Regions from separate parts of the Mus musculus genome. Here region 2 is linked to region 1. A link is a contact called in public Hi-C data. All regions are on one chromosome and are shown on one strand. The core of a region is the stretch at or near the end of the contact, and the rest is flanking DNA. Distances in the headings are between cores, read along the strand shown.

Region 1 (3,964 bases), core at 308-2,807:
GGTCCTCATCACAGTAGGAATTCTCAGCAGTGAGAGTGGTTGCTTGGTCAGTGGCTTTGCCTGGTTCTCATTCTTTTTTGTTTTTGTTTTTAAGAATTATTTATTTTATTTTATTTTGGTTTTTCGAGACAGGGTTTCTCTGTATTAGCCCTGGCTGTCCTGGAACTCACTCTGTAGACCAGGCTGGCCTCGAACTCAGAAATCCACCTGCCTCTGCCTCCCAAGTGCTGGGATTAAAGGCATGCGCCACCACTGCCCGGCTTATTTATTTTATGTATATGAGTACACTATAGCTGTCTTCAGATACACCAGAAGAGGGTATCAGATTCCATTACAGATGGTTGTGAGCTACCATGTAATTGCTGGGAATTGAACTCAGGACCTCTAGAAGAGCAGTCAGTGCTTTTAACCACTGAGCCATGGCTCCAGCCCCTGGTCCTCATTCTTGAGTGTTCTCAACAGTGCTTTGTGTCCAGAACATCCCAGATCCTTGTGTGTTGGCCACAAGATAGGCCAGGGTCCAGAGAATGGCTCCTTGTGCAGGGTGTGGGAAGGTAGAGGAACAACGGGAGCTTTATATGGAGAATGCACTCATTCTTTCTCCTGGAACCCTTGTATCTATCTGTTTACAAGTCTTCTCCGTGTAGATCTAGCTGTAAACAACTTGGCTTTAAGATCCTGGCTGGCTGGGGGGGGGGGGGGTTGTCAAGGCGGTTTCCACATCTGTTTCAGGCATACCCACCCAGCTTTGAAGGGTGCAGTGTCTCTGTGCTGTCTGGCACTCCGCATCTGCCATCACTGGCGTGCGATGCTGAGAGGCGAGCACCAGCTCCTGCACTAGGTACTTCCTCACTGTCGTCGGGACAGACCCATGCAGGGTCTGTGCACCCGCTTCACAGCATCCACGTCTGGGCATCATGACTCCTACTGATTGAAAGCAGGAGGATGTCTGAAGTGACGCCCGCTCTCAACCAGAAAGGCCAGGGAGAGACCTGATGGGGAGGGGTAGCCGAGAGGAGGAGGCATGGATGATCCTTAGTGCTTGAACTGATGTGTCCTCATGTGTCATCAGGAAGAGCTGGCTCAGAAGAGCAAGAGCTTTATTGCAGGTTCCAGAGACTTTCATCTAAAACCGTGTTTAGTCTGAGCACTGGGATGAACCCACATGTTTTAGAAAACTCCTAAGTACCTGCTGATTTGGGGAGCAGAGGGCTTTACTTAGAAACCCTTCCTTTTCACAGAGCTGCTGCTGCTGCTTGTCTGGGCGGTGTTTAGAGACAAGCCCTTCAAAGTGAGTTAGTTCTGTGGTTGCAATAGCACTGAGCCACTGCCTTCCTTTCCCCACGCCTCCTTCCTTGTCTCCTCTTCCTTTCTCTCCTCTCCTCGTCTTCAGAGGAGAGTGAGTCCCGACCTGTTAGCAGAAATGGCACCGCCAGTGAGGCCACCACTGTACCACCCACAGACTGTCAGATGAGGATCATCCCACAGTTCTGGGCAGCCTGAAACATGGCGGGAGCCCATCAGATGCCTGGATTATCTGCCTCAGCATTCCACAGCCATGACGAGTCAGCCCCGGCTCCCACAGAGTCCCAACTGAATTGAGTTACTGTTTCCACATCAGTGTTTGATGTGGATCAACCCAAGCCGAGACAACCAGGGACACTTCACTGGCGACCTAATACGATGCTGTGGGAACTGACAGACCATGTTCCCAGCACCAGGCTTCGGTCCAGCCTGAGTCTGCACCCTGCTTCTGTTTAGATGGAAATAGGGTTCTCACTTTGCAGCCTGCTCTCTGAGAGCAAGGACTTCTCCACCATGGCTCCCATCTGCCTGGTCTGCAGAGACTGTTTCCACAGACTGTCGAGCTGTTTCATCAGGATCAGCTGTGGTGTACACACTGTGGGCTTCCCGAGCCCAGGAATTCCTGTGTTTCTCACTCTCGTGTGACTGCTTTGCCTAATGCTGTCCTGGGAGTTTCTCCAGGGTAGAGGTGTTGGCCACTTGTGCTATCAGTTCTACCTGTGGCTACTGAGCAGAGGAGTGGACAGTATTGGGCTCATCTAGGACTTGCTGTGTTGGGTATTGACCAAGTGAGAACGTCGAAAACAAAAGAAAGCTTTACAGCTTTAAGGCCGAGGATGTTCATTTTGTGGAATGAGAAGCACTTGGTAGATAGGGATAGTGCGAGAGAGACAAGTGACACGATTTTGTTTGGTGATAGTCCTGGCCTGCCATGTTGGATTCATAGCTCTGTGTATGTGTGTGTGGGGGGGGGGGGCACAAGGGGTGAGTGCTGCTGCCAGCTGCTGAGTGTATCGCTCCCTGGTGTAGTATAGCCATGGTCCCTGCACACTTTCTCCCCCTTGTCTCTATAACATCGCCCTCTCCTGATCCTTGCCTGCCCTCCAGCAAGCTGTTGTATATTGACTTGGTCCTGGGCTTTGTGACTATAGGATGATAGATGCCTCTGGGGGCTGTGCTTTCCTAGTTACTGAAAAGGGGTGTCCCAGCATGTCCCATCAAAGTAGGTTAAGACTGACTGACTGCTCTGTGTAAAGTGTCAGGTCTTTTGTTTTGAATCAGTGCTATTTTTGTTGGTGAAAATTTACAAGTGAGTTTGGCTATTGTAAGTAATTGGCTCCCACCGCCAAAGCTGTTCCTAAGGTGAGCCAAGTTTTCTCTTCTGTCAGTGGAATGAGAGATTTGGGTTGGGGAGTGTGGGCGGGCACAAGCTTCCTAGTCCTACTCACTGTTGGCTCTTCCTGGGCAGAATGTGGCCACCTCTGTCCAAAGTATCGCCCTGTCAGAGGGGTGCTGTGTTCTCCAGGCCTCCAGTTGTAGGGTAGGCTGGATGCGTATACCTACCTGCACACAAGGTCACAGAGCTGAGAAAGCATTTCATCCTTTGTAATTTAAGTGTCCCTCCTGACTCTGTGGACTCATTTTCCTTTCTGTTCTGTGGCTTTTGAACTAATATCTAAGGTTTAGGGCGCCATGGAAGTCTAGGTTTACCCATGGCTACCTCAGGCCTCAAAGAACGGAGTAGAGTGCCTTATTATTTACTAATGACTGCTTGTTCATTTTTATTTTATCTTTGGTCTTTAGGTAGATTGGAGAGCTTTTAGTAAGAATTTATATTTTAACCTTGCTGTGTTCAATTTGGTCCTTACGACATTCAGGGTTTGGTTTTGTTTTGTTTTGTTTTGTTTTGTTTTGTTTAAGACTTATTTATTTATTTTATGTGAATACACTGTTGTTCTCTTCAGACACACCAGAAAAGTGCATCAGATCCTACTACAGATGGTTGTGAGCCACCATGTGGTTGCTGGAAATTGAACTCAGGACCTCTGGAGAGCAGTCAGTGTTCTTAACCACTGAGCCATCTTTCCACTCTCTTACTTCGTGGTCCCAGGCAAGCTGGTGAGCTTTTCTGGGAACAGATAAGACTAGCTAGCACGTGCCCCCCAGGAGTTGTGTATGAAATGGTTTCATGGATACAAAAAAACACATTCAGGTTTTTTAAATACACACATAAGTGTGTGTATTTACTTAAAATGCTTGGGACCAAAAAATTTTTCAAACTTGTGAGTTTTCCAGAGTATATGGGTGTTTTCATAACTAGCAATGTTCTAAGTTGAAAACTTGGAGCATAGTTAAGCAGGCATTTTTGAAGAGTTTCACAGTTTGGCTTTGAGGATTTGGGACACTCACCCTTTCTTTGTTCCCCCCATAGCACATGACCAGGTGAGAGACTAGAGAAAAGGCATGTGTCCAGTACTCTCTGGGGTCTGTTGAGAATGTGAAACACTGACCTAGAAATGTGACATGCCTTCCTGCCTTTCCTCGGACACCCACTGTGATGCCCTCCACAGGACTCTGTCCACCTCATCTTGTGCTGAGATATCAGGGAGAGAAAGACAGACCATGATACTTGTTTTCATGGCCTCGGTGACCTTAGGCA
Region 2 (3,906 bases), core at 1,016-3,515, 140 kb before region 1:
GTGGGATGAGCCAGGAGGAACTAGAGCTGAGGAGCACTTGTCCTGACTGTTTAGGAGACAGGCGAGGAGGCCTTGAAGACATGGGGAACTTGGAGTCTGATGGATAAAAACAACGGGAACTCTGAACGGGAATCGGAATTCCAGGGAGTGAATCTGGAGGTGTTGGGTGAGAGGTGGGCATGATGCTGGGTTGACATTCCCAGGGTTGGTGCCAGTCGGTTGGCCGTGGAGTGTGGTTGTAGTGCTGGCAGAACAATGGAGAAGTAGATCTGTGAGCTGTCTATACAGAGGCAGCGGTGGCTTCACTCAGGGGACACAGGAGAACTGCAAGAGCTTAAGCTGTTGGGGCTGTCTGGGGTTGTGGCGTTTCGTTGACTTATGCAGGTAATGAGTGCAGAGGTCCTGTGATGTAGGTTTACACTGACCCCGGTTATAGGAGCAGCTCTGCGGTCTTGCACTGATGCTATCTTCAACCTCCCTGCATATTACTAGGGCCTCGATGTGCATGTATGCCTTTTATCTTTTGCTCTAAGGCCATGTGCGAGGCAGAGGTCGGTCTCAGAGGTGACCTATCCCCAGGACAGAAGAGATGAGGGGGTAGAGCAAAGATGTGACCTGGTGTAGGTTCTGTCTCCGCTTCCCTGCTTGTCTGGAGAGGCTCTGTCCCTCCAGCTTTGGCTTATGGTGCGAACTGAAGATGCTGTGTGTGTGGGTGTTTCTATGGCGGCCGTTTCCAAAGCCGTGGCTGGGCCTGTGGCATCAAGTCCTATCGGCTTTACTACGGTACCTGTGAAGAGACAGTCACAGCAGGGTCTGTTAGGACTCTAAACGGGAGATGAATGCGGTTCGATGCTTTCCGAAGAATGATCAGAACCTAGAAATATGAGCTCGTGAGGTTTAGGAGCAGGCCAAAAGGATTTGGTTTCACTCCACCAAGATTTGGCTACTTAACAGATTATTCTCTATCCCAGCTTTGGGGCAGACATATTTTGCTGTACCAGGGGGATGTTCCATTGAGACTGAAAACCAAGTACATCTGTGTAGCATCTTCATTTTAAGTAGAAGAACCTCGGATTGGTGGTCCCTAATTCAGAGTCGCTCAGAAACATGTGCCCTGTTTTTTCCACTGGACGCTAACGGGGGCTCTTTCCTTAAAGGAAGGCATGTGGACCACACACTGATACTTAGGAAGCTTCTTTGTTCCACATGACAAATGTGTAGAGAACGCACTAATTGTGGAAATTGGTTTCTGGATATTCCAGTCTCCATACCCATCCAATGTGATGTGATGTCTGTCTGTCTCTGTCTCTTTCTCTCTCTCTGTATATGTGCAAGTGTGTATTCACACAGTGCTCAGTACAAGGCACACCTCATATGTTCAGAGACGTGGTGACAGAGTCAGTGGTCAGTCTCAGTGCAGGCTTACTAAGGGCTTCAGTTGAATCTTTAACTGAGTTTTGAGGAAAAACAACAAAACAAAACAAAACCCCCAAAACAAAAAAACAAACCAAAAAAAAAAAAAAAAAACAACCCAAACAAAACAAACCAAAACATATATATGTGGACTGGGGAAGGGCACATAGCTTTAGATTTAAAACTTGAACTACATCGGTTTGTTTTTCTTACTTGTATGTTTTTGAGGTACAGTCTCATGTAGTCCAGGCTGGGCTCAAACTCCCTATGTAGCCAAGTATAACCGCAAATTTCTGATTTATTGTCACTGGTGTCCCTAGTGCTGGGATCAGGCTTGTGCCATCCACTGTGTTTGTCCAGTGCTGGGTCTCTGTGGGTGTTCTGCAAGCACTTTATCAACTGAGCTACACTCCTAGGCCCCAGATACATAAGCTTGATTAAGATTTTTATAGGACTCCTAAAAATAATGTTTGCTGTCTCCACACACAGAGAAATTTTCTCTTTGATTCAGATTTAGTTGGGGTGGTTTGTACTGTTGAATGGGGTCCGAGTGCCCAGTTATTTCGGAGCCACCACCCAGTGTTTTAAGCATAGTCCAGGGCTTGCATCTTTTCTGGAAAGCGCGGCTGGTTGCTGCTGCAGCTGACACTGGGACCCAGACTTAGGTAATATTATTAATCTTCGAAAAGCACCGTGCGCCAGCAGCAGCTGTTGCTGTAGTTCAAGTCTCTCGAACAAAAGCCGTCTCAGTTACCAGAGAGCATGAGAACTTGGCGCTGCCCAGTGTGAGTCCGTGAATTTTAGACTTTGAGTCATAGTTATCTTTCTTCGGGGATCTCCTGATTTAGGGTGTGAAGCTGGGGAGCGGCCCAACTGTATGCTCCGCAGTGGTGGGCAGGAGAGGCAGGCCTTGGGTAACCCTTCCTGGGAAGCCCAATGCAGTTAGCTGAAAGATGGTGGTTACCAGACTAAATGCGCTGTTAGAAAACAGTGAGACTCTCAGTGTGGGGGTGCACTCCCTGTGCTCAGAAGGCTGAGGCAGGTGTATTGCTGCAAATTCAAGGTCAGTCTGGTCTACTCAGAGTTCAAGCTCTGTAGAGAGATACCTGCCCCTCCCTCCCACTCCCCTCCTGCAAACAGTAAGCACATAGAAAACAGTAAAGCCAACAGTGCGCTTGAAGAACATTTGGCCCACACATGAACTTGTGTTTACAGGTTTGCGTGTTGTCTTGCTACGCAAATAGCAGGTTCCCTCCTGCAGTCCAGGCTGGGTGAGTGTGGTCCGATCAGTGATTTGCCACGGATGGACCTTTTGATATCAAGAACTTTTGTACTACTGGAAAACTAGTGTTCTGATGCTAGCCTAGCAGAGGTGACGATGAGAAGCGGCCAATCATGTGAGCGTGTGCCCTGGCAGATTACTCTGTAATTACTAAGTTATCTTTTGCTTAATTGTAAGTACCTGAGCTGCTAGCAAAGCTCTTTTGGGTCTGTAAGCTTTGGAGCCATTGGATAAACTGTATCTAAGTGGCTGGAGCAATGGACGTTATTTCTCTATCCCTCATCTTTGCTTCAGTCATGAAAGCCAGCAACAATTTCTAAGGTTTTAATGCGGACTTTGTACAATGTTGCCAGATGCAGAGTATTATTTTTAATCATCATTGCCTTAAAAACTGCCAGATTTATAAGGCTTCCTACTCAAATTATTTAAGTGTTAAGGACATATTAGTGCTCCTGTTGCTTTTTAAATAATTTTGGAAATTATGTTTCAATATAATTAATTTTCTTTGCAATCATATTTTCTACGTAAACATTCAAGATCATTATTCCAGTAGAGAGTCTGGAGTGCTGAAATGGCCTATGATACCCCAAAGTTAGAAATTCCCATTGTGGCTGACACATACCTTTCTCATTGAACTTAGAGACTGGATTTGTTAAATAATTTGCTAATGGATTTCTTGGCATTAAATAAAACCAAGACACCTTATTATGTTTGACCTTTGTGTCTTGACATGACTTGGCTTTCTTTGGCTTTCAGTTTTCTGGAGCTTGGGTACCCCCCATTTGGGAGCTGTTGGGGTCAGTTAGGAAATACAGTCATCTAGCATCTATGTCTGTGTGACCTCTGTGGCTCTGGTGGTAGTCCCCCTTAAAACTGCTCTTTTATGTTCTTATTTTTATTATCATTTTGTGTTTGTTTGTTTTTCAAGACAGAATTTCTCTGTGTATCTCTGGCTGTCCTGCAACTAATTCTGTAGACTAGGCTGGCCTTAAACTCACAGAAATCCTCCTGACTCCCAACTTCTGAGTTCTGTGGATTAAAGGTGTGCATCACCGCCTCCTGGTAAAAACTGCTTTCCAAAAATTACCTGTATGGGTGTTTTACCTGCATATGTGTCTGTGTACCATGAGTCTTTGGAGGCCAGAAGAGGGTGTTGGATCACCTAGGACTGGGGTCAGAGACAGTCATGGTTGTTGGGAATTGAACCTGGA

Evidence for each region. A called contact is a pair of places that touch in the nucleus more often than the background predicts.
Region 2: a Hi-C map of muscle stem cells shows a contact between it and region 1, with 1.8 times the contacts expected there. The contact joins two enhancer-like sites. A contact is called at or near these places in 3 of 484 Hi-C or Micro-C datasets (muscle stem cells and nephron progenitors), 1 of 115 datasets of contacts at active chromatin or transcription factors (embryonic stem cells) and 1 of 9 other capture datasets (embryonic stem cells).

Annotation. Positions count from the first base shown.
Region 1 is chr2:59,822,859-59,826,822 of GRCm38.p6, forward strand. All of the region lies in intron 19 of Tanc1 (tetratricopeptide repeat, ankyrin repeat and coiled-coil containing 1), which reads left to right. Among named protein-coding and RNA genes, the nearest start is that of Wdsub1, 58 kb to the right of the region's middle. Within about 2 kb of position 1,558, at least 89 of the 459 cell types and tissues checked have an H3K27ac peak or open chromatin away from gene starts, as enhancers often do. A contact at or near this core is called in muscle stem cells, where this site is marked.
Region 2 is chr2:59,683,281-59,687,186 of GRCm38.p6, forward strand. The region is part of intron 2 of Tanc1 (tetratricopeptide repeat, ankyrin repeat and coiled-coil containing 1); the gene reads left to right. Among named protein-coding and RNA genes, the nearest start is that of Tanc1, 73 kb to the left of the region's middle. Within about 2 kb of position 2,266, at least 24 of the 459 cell types and tissues checked have an H3K27ac peak or open chromatin away from gene starts, as enhancers often do. A contact at or near this core is called in muscle stem cells, where this site is marked.